Regions from separate parts of the Mus musculus genome. Here region 1 is linked to region 2. The links are chromatin contacts, called in public promoter capture Hi-C maps. All regions are on one chromosome and are shown on one strand. Each heading gives the region's core, a stretch centred on a gene start, on an enhancer-like site or on the middle of the called end of the contact. The rest is flanking DNA. Distances are from core to core; before and after follow the strand shown.

What was found. Promoter capture Hi-C pulls out the DNA fragments that hold promoters and counts their contacts.
Region 1: a contact with region 2 is called in a promoter capture Hi-C map of the SN4741 cell line, with 3 times the contacts expected there. The contact joins the promoter of Arhgef28 here to the enhancer-like site in region 2. A contact is called at or near these places in 3 of 39 promoter capture datasets (the SN4741 cell line, cranial neural crest and embryonic stem cells), 1 of 115 datasets of contacts at active chromatin or transcription factors (pancreatic cancer cells) and 1 of 9 other capture datasets (adipose tissue).

What each region holds. Positions count from the first base shown.
Region 1 is chr13:98,202,939-98,207,816 of GRCm38.p6, forward strand. It overlaps Arhgef28 (Rho guanine nucleotide exchange factor (GEF) 28), which reads right to left and starts at 3,227. Exons shown (of 36, transcript NM_012026.2): 1 at 3,135-3,227.
Region 2 is chr13:97,268,579-97,273,097 of GRCm38.p6, forward strand. No RefSeq gene overlaps it. Among named protein-coding and RNA genes, the nearest start is that of Gm33390, 28 kb to the right of the region's middle. Within about 2 kb of position 3,218, at least 15 of the 459 cell types and tissues checked have an H3K27ac peak or open chromatin away from gene starts, as enhancers often do. A contact at or near this core is called in the SN4741 cell line, where this site is marked.

The DNA.
Region 1 (4,878 bases), core at 1,977-4,476, 930 kb after region 2:
GGTTCCTGCCTGCTTTGGTGCCTCCCCTAACACACACACACACACACACACACACACACACACACACACACACACACACACATCTGCTCTTCAAGGAACATCACTTTTATATTAACTTTCTACTAAAATCAAATTTCAAATGATTAATAACTGAAACAAGAGACGGAACCTCTAAAGATCAGCAAAATGTATTTTTGATAAACATATTCAAAACCGACATCACTGGAATAAATACGCAACATTCAATTATTTTTTTTCACTTTCCCTCTTATTAAAGAAATGATGTCAAATCCCATTATCTTGTTTACCCAGGAGAAGAAATCCAGGAGCAATAACAGCTCAAATAAGCAAATTACAACTGTATCTAAGATCAAATTTCTGGGGAAAATGGGAGCACATTAAGATGTATGGCCTCACACAGGCTCATTTCCCCAGCCAGATGCCTTGATTGTGGTGCAGGCAAAAATCCATTCTGAAAGCAGGACCAATCCTAAAAACACAAAAGTGACAGAAGTGTCTCTCTGTGCCTGAAGTCACCCACCCAGGGGATTAAGGCAAAGAGCAGCATGGAGCACACAGCAATTCCTCTGATTTGTTGAAGGAATGAAAACTGAAGAAACTTTTCACAGAATGAGAAGCATGCAGGAGAAATTTTCAAAATGTCCGATTAAGTTTAGACAATATAGTTTCAATACCATTATAACGACAGTTGTCACCAGGGCTGGATGAAATTACAGAGTATAATCTGCTCCAGGCAAAAACCTCTCCTGGTAAGCAAGAAAAATATCTCTAAGCTCAGCTTTACCAAAGCAGGAGATTCAAACCCAAGCCTTTGGGGTGGTGTCATGTTTCCAATACAGTTGTAACATGACAAAATTCCCTGAGTTTCTGGGCTTCAAATCTACTACTGTTTTTAATTTAGTCCAGCATGACCCCACTCTTGATACTAAATCTGACCTGAAGTCACAGGGACAAGCCCGGAGCTTCTTTTTCCCACTGAAAGTAACACAAGTGCAACTTCAGTGAAACCAAACCTACACAGACCAGAGCTGTCTCAATAATACCCCAAACCCAGGGCATTCAGGCAGAATAAAATGACAGCCCCCTGGGACTGTGGGAGACATGCAGGCTCTATTTGGCTCTCTCCTAACCATTTACCAGCAAAGAAGAGGGTTCCAACATTTACACTGTTCATCTTTTTTCTTTAAGAATCAAGACTTGATCACAAACTCTGGCAGAACTTGGTTAAGAGCCTAAGTACCGATTTTATATCAAATACTTCATCTTCAATAGTATAGTTGGCCACTAATACCCACTTGTTATTTTTTTTTTCCTCTTCTCACATGGCATACAAGGGAAAGAGAGTCACATGTATCAAACACATATGAAATTCCTGCCCAGTGGAAATCTTAGCCACAAGAATGGTTCCTTATGAGAACACAATAAGAAAATATTTCAGAATTTTCCAAATTATATATATATATTGAAACCCTAACAGGGCTAATGAGATATCACAGAACCTTCGTCGCCGACTCTGATTTCCTTCTGTACCTTTAAGTGTTTCTTAACCGCTTAGAGGCAGACGGTACTTCAGAGGAAAGTCCCTCCAACACACCTGTTAGACAAACTGCTGGCCATTGGCCTGGCTGTGCCGCCCTGATAAGGGAAAAAACAGTCCAAAGCAGAGCAAACACTGATTCTCTGTTCTCCAGTCTCATGTCACATTAGCCGGGACACGCCCCAGAGTCCCTTACCCAAGAACTAGTTCTGTGCCTCAGTTTCCCAAACCACAAAGTATCAAGTATGATGCTATCCAAGTTCTATAATCAAAAATAATTATGCATAATCACTATAAAGTCTGCATCGGAATATCACTTTGAAATGCTACAACCTCTCCAAAAGGCATCTGCAATGTTCTCTTCCTTCAAACACTCCAAAGGAGTTAGCGCTACTATTCATCAAGATTAGACAAACACCTATTTGTTTTAACATTCACATAAAAACTCAAAATAGAGCTATGGAAAGCTTCCCAGGAAAGGTTATCAGAGCTTGAATTATCGTGTTCAAAGTGGTTTCCACAGAGCCTAACTAGGGCAAGCCTTTGATTTTGTTTGTGTTGTTGAGAATAGAATTTCATTTTACTGAGACAGCTTCAGGGTCTAGGAACACGAGAGGGCAAAGTACAGAAAAGCAGTGTGTCCGTTCTTTATAACTGTAATTCTTGACTGCTTGGTGCAGAATCGAGTGCTCAATCTCTACAACTTGGAGTGTGTAGAGGCTGGCACTTGAGCAGGGGTCAGGGAGTCAGATGCTAGCAAACACAGATGTTACCCTTCCCCTGGGCCCACCCAGCTGCAACCAATAGGCAGGCTCTGTGGGCTCCTAAAGTAGTCTCCCTTAGAAACCTAACTGGTGTCTGGGAAACCAGAGCTGGGTTTCCTGGGTGGTCTGAACACCCAGCGTTCACAGAGCTCACAGCAAGCGAGAACGCCTTCTCCACCTGTGACCCCTACCACCCACAACCGAGTATTCCAGAGAAACTCATGGCACAAGCGCACGGATTCCCACCCAATGCTAAAAGCCCCTCCCAAACAAGATGACCATAGATGCTTTTATAAACTCAGCAAACGTTTCCACAAGAAATAAATGTCCTGAACTTGAGACTGACCAGCAGTCTGGGGTACATCCCACACACACACCAAGCATATAGGTGAAGCTGGCCAGAAACACAGATGGGAAGAGGAGAACCAGGCTCTCGAGGTTCACCCTTCTCCAGCCGCCTGCCTCTGATTTCCATCGCTTGCAACTAGCTTTGGTTGAGCTCCGTCACCCTCTGCCCCCTCCCACCCCGCTTGCCCGAGAGGGTGAGGGGTGGCCGCTGCCTCCCGTTTGCGCTTCACAGCTGCTGCCTCCGACCCGGCAGCGCCATGCACTTGTTGCCATCCCCAGGTACCAGGAGGCGGCGCCCATTCCTCGGGCTGCCCAGCCGACAGAGTGCAGCCTTTCACCACCTCTGCAGACCCCTGCGTCCTCGGGGACCCTAGAGAAACTTTGTCCCCTGAGAACTCCGGTGGGCAAACTTCGCCCAGGGCTGCGGGGAGACAAGAGGGATGGCTCCCGTAATCCGCCTTTACCTGGAGCTGTGGCTCGGGAACGCCAGGAGCCCTGGCCAGGCGCTGTCCCCGAGGCCTGCCGAGGGCGACCCGCCGGCCAGCGTCGCCCGGAGCGGGGAAGCCGGTCCCCAGCTGCCCACGCCCCTCCGCTCCGCTGGCCGCACCGAGGGGCGGAGCCGCAGCTCCCCCCACCCCACCCCACCCCCGCTCGCCCGCCCGCCGCGCCCACAGCTGGGGCCACCCCCTGCGCCCCCTGGTCCCCGCCTGCCCACCTCTGGCCAGCCGGGCTCGTCGCCGCCTCATCACATGGCCGCGCCCGCCACCAGCTCCAGGAGGAAACCTGAAGCTGCTGCGGCTCCGCCGCCCCCTCCCTTCGCGGGGCGGCGGCCGGTCGCCTCGGCTTTCCTCCGGCGGCGGGCACGGAGCGGGACCTGCTGGGCCAGGGCAGGGTTGCACCCTAGCGGCGGCGGCGCCCGCTCGCCCCGGGGGCCTCCACGCCCTAGTGGCGCCGGAGGAAGGAGCTGGCCGGTCGGCTCCTAAAGGGAGCCGTGCCAGGCCAGAGGGAGGCTCGGGTTGTCCTCAGCTCAAAGCCACCACACCCGGGACATAATAGTGCCCGGGTCTGTTACAATAGGAAGTACTATTTTAAAACAGCCGACTCCCTCTAATTCATGAGGATGATGGAGGTTCCTCTGGCCCAAAGCTTTGCAGGCTCGATTCCCTATGCGTTTATGCAAACAGGTGCCTAAACGGCACCAACATTTGTTTGTTTGTTTTTGAGAAAGCCATAGCCACTTTTACAACACCTAACAATGTGAAAGGACCCCTTGGATCTTAAAGCACTGAGGCACTTAGCACTGAGTTGTCCCGAGTGAAAAGTCTCGCCATTGTACAGCTTACTATAAAATAAGCTTAAGATGATTATTCCAGCTTTAAAGATAAAATTAAGCGTCTACTTTTCTAAGTTCCTTTAATATTACCTTTATTTTTCTCAAGAAGACAGACCGACTACATGGACAGGAGAGATGTGTTGGCCCGTCCCAAACCATCACTGCCAGATGCCCTGGGCCACCCTCCTAACATACCTGTTTAACCAGAGCCTAAAGAATGGCAGGATGGCAAAAAAAAACCAAAAAAACAAAAAACAAATCAAACAAAAACAAAAAAACAAAACCCAGGGTCTGAGGTCTTTAGCCCTGTCTTAGGGCAAACGCTGCCCTTCCTTCTTTATAAAGGACCTGACATTGGCCTTGCAGTATTGACACTTGTATTCATATCCTCTGATGTCACACTGCAGAACCTTAGGTCCCAAAGAAGAGTGTTCTCCACTGAAGAACTACGAAGTCCCGAAGATAAAAAATAAAAGCAATAACACTTTTCTCGAACATCAATATTTTCAATGTGAAAAAGTCAACTGGAGATTGGCTGAATCAACACACCACACACAAGTAGTTTTCAAGCCTGTTAGCGGAAAAGTTTGTAAAAGAAGCCTTTGTTGATCCCTCTGTTGCTGTTGTTCTTTTGTTTCTTTTTCTTCTTCTTCTTCTTCTTCTTCTTCTTCTTCTTCTTCTTCTTCTTCTTTAGTTGATTCTGTCATATACAGCTTGAGAGAGGCAAGGAATTGTGGGAAGAGGAACAGGTATTGTAAGACATTAGCCCAAGGCTCTCTTCCACACGAAAAAGAAGCAAACGGAGGGAGACTGTCCCTAATGCTCTCAGCATGATTGTAGAGGACATGTAATCCCACCGGCTGCAGTTTTCTTGC
Region 2 (4,519 bases), core at 1,968-4,467:
CTCCAGCAAAACATCACATTCCCCTTCACAAGACAGCTTCCAGAAAAACACCATGTGTCTGTTCTCAGCGAAACATCCTTTCACATGTCTGCTTCAACAAAACAACTCATAGGAGAGCTTCCAGAAAAAACATCACATGGCACAACTGAGTTCCCAAAGAAACCAGAAATTTCCACTTCAATAGTTAACTTCAGCTGTCAACTTGAGATAAACTTTAGAGTCATCCAGGAAGAGGGACACTCAATTGAGGAATTGCCTCAATCAGATTCACCTGGGAATACCTGTGAGTCATTTTCTTGATCCTTAATAGACTTAGGAGTGCCCAGCCTATTGTGAGCTGTGTAAGAAAAGGAGCTGAGCAAGTCAGAGGTAGCTACAGGTAAGTAGCCTTCATCTGCGGTTTCTGCTTCAGTTCCTGCCTCAGGGTTCCTTCCTTGATGCCTCTCCCTGCAGAGTTTGGGTGTTAACTGGGGAGATAGGGAATGAGAAGGAGATGGGTCAGATAATCTCTTTAGGGAAGTAGGCTTGGGTTGAAGCCATCTGAGAGGAAGAAACTGTGGTTGATAGTTTCTGTACATACTGGCTTTAGCTAAAGGCCAACCATTTAGGGGAAGTGTGGTGGTTTGAATATGCTTGACCCATGGGAAGTGACACTTTTAGATGTGGCCTGGTTGGAGGAAATGAGTCACTGTGGGGGTGGGCTTTGAGGGCTCCTAGTGCTCAAGCTCCATCCGGTGTGGAAGAGTCAGTTTTCTCCTGGCTGCCTTCAGACTAAAATGTAGAATTCTTGGCTCCTTCTCCAGCACAATGTCTGCCTGGATGCTGCCATGCTTTCTGCCATGGAGATAATGGACTGAACCTCTGAAATTCTGAATGCCAGTCCCAATTAAATGCTGTCCTTTATAAGAGTTGTCTTGGTCATGGTGTCTCTTCACAGCAAAGGAAACCCTAAGGAAGACAGCAAGGTTTTGTCATTCCTCTGAACTTGACCAGGGGGAGGCTTTGCCATTCCCATGCAGCTGAGGGAACAGGGTCCTTGACATGGATGGCCACACTCGTATCAGTAGTACACACTAACTCAGGACTTTACTCACTCCACACCAAGTTGGACTGAAATTTATAAGCCAAATAAAGCCTTTTGTCCCCAAGTTTGTTTTTTTTTTTTCCCAGTTTTTTTTCACAGCAAAAGAAAGTGAGCCAGGACAAAAATTATGAGTGTGGAGATGAAGAGGAGCTACTCTTCCACAGGACCTGGATTCAATTCTCAGATCCCACATGGTGGCTCACAATGATCTGCATTAACACAAATCCCAGGAGCTCTGACTTCCTCTTCTTGATATGTAGTCACATATGTGGTGTATAGACATACATGTAGGGAAAATAGTCATGCATTTAAAACACATAAGTACATAAACATGTTTTTAAAAGAAATTTTGATCATACTTTTGGTGTCCACTTTTAGGAATCGTGTATGAGGCTGGAGATGCAGCTCACTGGTAAAGCTCTTGCCTAGCATGTGTAAAGTGTTGTGGAAACATAGGCTTTTGTGTTACATAAAAATGATCTGAAACTCAGGGTACCACTTTCCTCAGAAAATGTGTTAAATGGACAAAATACCTATAACTTCCTCCAAAGTTTTGTGGCTCCGGTGGAACTCACTGACAAAGCCACACTTGCTTTGTTTCTGAGCACGAGTTTGCTGATGGGTGGAGCAAGGAGAATCAGTTGTAACATGTGTATTCACCTGCAGCTGTCCCCTTTAAATACTAAGATGTTAAAGTCTTTCTGTGTGACCACTTTTCACATTGTTTCTCTTTCTTCTGAAGGAAGAGTAAACATGTATCATAAATATTAGGAATGTAACATGCACCCCAGCCAAGGCGTTCTTCCATGTGCTTACCAGATACACACAAGTAGAAACAGCCTCCCTTCTTCACTGAGAACAAATTGTCTTCCTTACTCCAAGCTGCCCAGCACACACTGGATTCACTTTAACTGGCTTCTTTGAGTTCTTAGTCCAGACCAGGGACTCCACCCATATTTGAGTGGTGTCACAAGTTATACTTAGTGGTTTGGTTGTGAACAGGACTTCTCACACAATCTTTTGGGAGCAGATTTTATAGAAGTAGAGTCTGTTGACAAATTGTTCAGCCCTCCAAACCGTGCTTCTTGATGTCACTGCATCAAGTAGGACACATGATTGTAGTTTACACCCTTGGTTCTACTGAATTTCTCATAGCAGGCAACATGGTAAGGCAGTCAGTAGATTGCTGTTGTAATAGGTTTCAGAGCAGGTATGTGACCAGACAGTATGCCAGCTGCATGTGGGAGAGAAGGTGACCCACTTTTCTCAGTGAGAAGATAGCATGCCCAGCACTTCCTCAGGATGGCTGAGACACTGCACACAGCCTTCTTGTCTTTAAAAGCAACATGAAGATTTTCACAAAAGCTCTCTTTGAACCCCAAAGGACAAGATGAACAAGTAAATGTACTAGTTATTCTTGAGTCTATTCTTAGCTGTGGACTCGGAGACTGCAGAAGAGATTGCAGACATTGTTTGCTGATGGTAGGGAAGTTGAGCGGTGAGAGCATTCCCTTCCAGATCCCAGCCTTGCTAGCTCAGTGTCTAGGACTTCCTCTTAAATCGAGGAGACACTGAGCCATGAGAACCAGGCAAATGACAATGCTGCTGTAGTGGGGACACCTGCCCGTGGTCATTGTCCTGTTTAATTCCACCCACCTATGCTGTTGCGAGCAAAGTGTGCTCGATCCCATAGCCATTCTATAATGTCTCTGTACTTGTGGCTTTATCCCTCCCCACACTCCTGGGTGGAACTACAAGTGAGAACTCTGATTATCGTCCCTGTAGCGCAGACATTAAGGAAGGCTCTGTAATACTCAGACTATCTGGATGCAGCTGAGCAGCACTAAGGAGCTGAGCTTAAATTCAGACATTCAGCTGTGTTGAACGTCCAGCGGCTAAAGCGATTGGTGACGTGTAGCACACTCAAGTGTCATACACACGGGCTGAATGGAGACACAAAGTCGGGTGAGAAAAGCTCACCTCAGCTTTCCTGGGTATAAAAAGGCACTTTGATGCATGAAGGGAAACGGAAGATCCTTCAAAGGCGTTGGGAGCACTTGATTAGAGCAGCCTGGTCGGATTGTTGATGTATTACTCACTGGATGCTGTGGTTGGAGTATAAAAGATCCTTTATAGGCTCATAGAGTCGAACACTTGATCCCTAGCTTGTAGGGCTGATTGGGGAGGGTCGTGGACCATTCAGGAGGTAGAGTCTTACTGGAGAAAGTGAGTCACTGAGGGACTGGCCTTGAGACGAGAAAGCTGTGAGAATTAGCTTTACAAGGTAACTCCATACAACCCAGGATCACTGGGTAAGAGAGTTTGAACTGAGACATATGTCATGTGTGGACATAGCCACACATGAGAGTGGCTAGTCCTCATGTCTGTGGGGGATTGACTTGATTGTCAATTGATGGAGGAAGACTCAGCCCATTGTGGTTGGAACCATGCCCTAGACCAGGCCCTGAGGTGCTGTGGTGGTTTAGATGAGCTTGTCCCTCCACAAGTATTTGAAGACTTGGCATCATTTGGTGGCATTGCTGGGGAGGTCATGAGCTGGTTTGATCCTGCTGGAGGAAGTACGTCACTGGGGAGAGGTATGGAGAGTTTTTAGCCTTGTGCTATTTCCAGTTCCCTCTTTCATATCTCTATGTTTGTGGTGGAAGATGCTCTCACTCAGCTTCCTGCCTCTGCCACCATATCCACCCTTTGCTGTCACGTCTCACCTGCCAGGATAGACTCTTATCCCTTTGGAACCACAAGCCAAATGAAACTCTTTCTTCCACAAATCTGCTTCTGCTCACAGTGTTTTATCACAGCAGAAGGAAAGTAACGGATGCGAGTGTCTAAGAGTGAAGAGAGCAAGCTTAGGGTACAACAAGCTCGTGTGCAGCACGGGTGCATTCCTCTCTCTCTGCTCTGCACCAGCTGCTTGCGTTTCTGCCTTGACTTCCCTGAAACAGTGGACTACACAGGACACTGTGAGCTGAGTGAGCCTTCTCCACCTTGGGTTACCTGTGCTATTCTCTTAAATAAGAGAAATGAACCCAGAATGATTGCCCTTTCTTTCTTTTCTTTTTTACTGTTAACTTTTCATTTATTTTATTTTATTTTGTTTTGTTTCAGAAGGCTGGATAAGGTGCCTACACTCTAGAACTTCTATTTAACATGAGAAGGGCACTTACTTATACATAAAATGGGAGGAAAGGTCATGATTGTCGAGAAGGGAACTTGAATCCCTAAATAAATTATCTTACAAAAATATCACACTTGCTTTTCCACTTTTTCTTTAATATTGGTAAAAACAAACAAAAATTCACATTAAAAATTGTCTGTATGCTGGTATAATAAAACCCGTTTGTTTTTTTTTTTGGTCGTTGTTGTTGTTGTTTACATATTAAGTAAGTCAAATAAATATTTTACAGAAATTTAAGT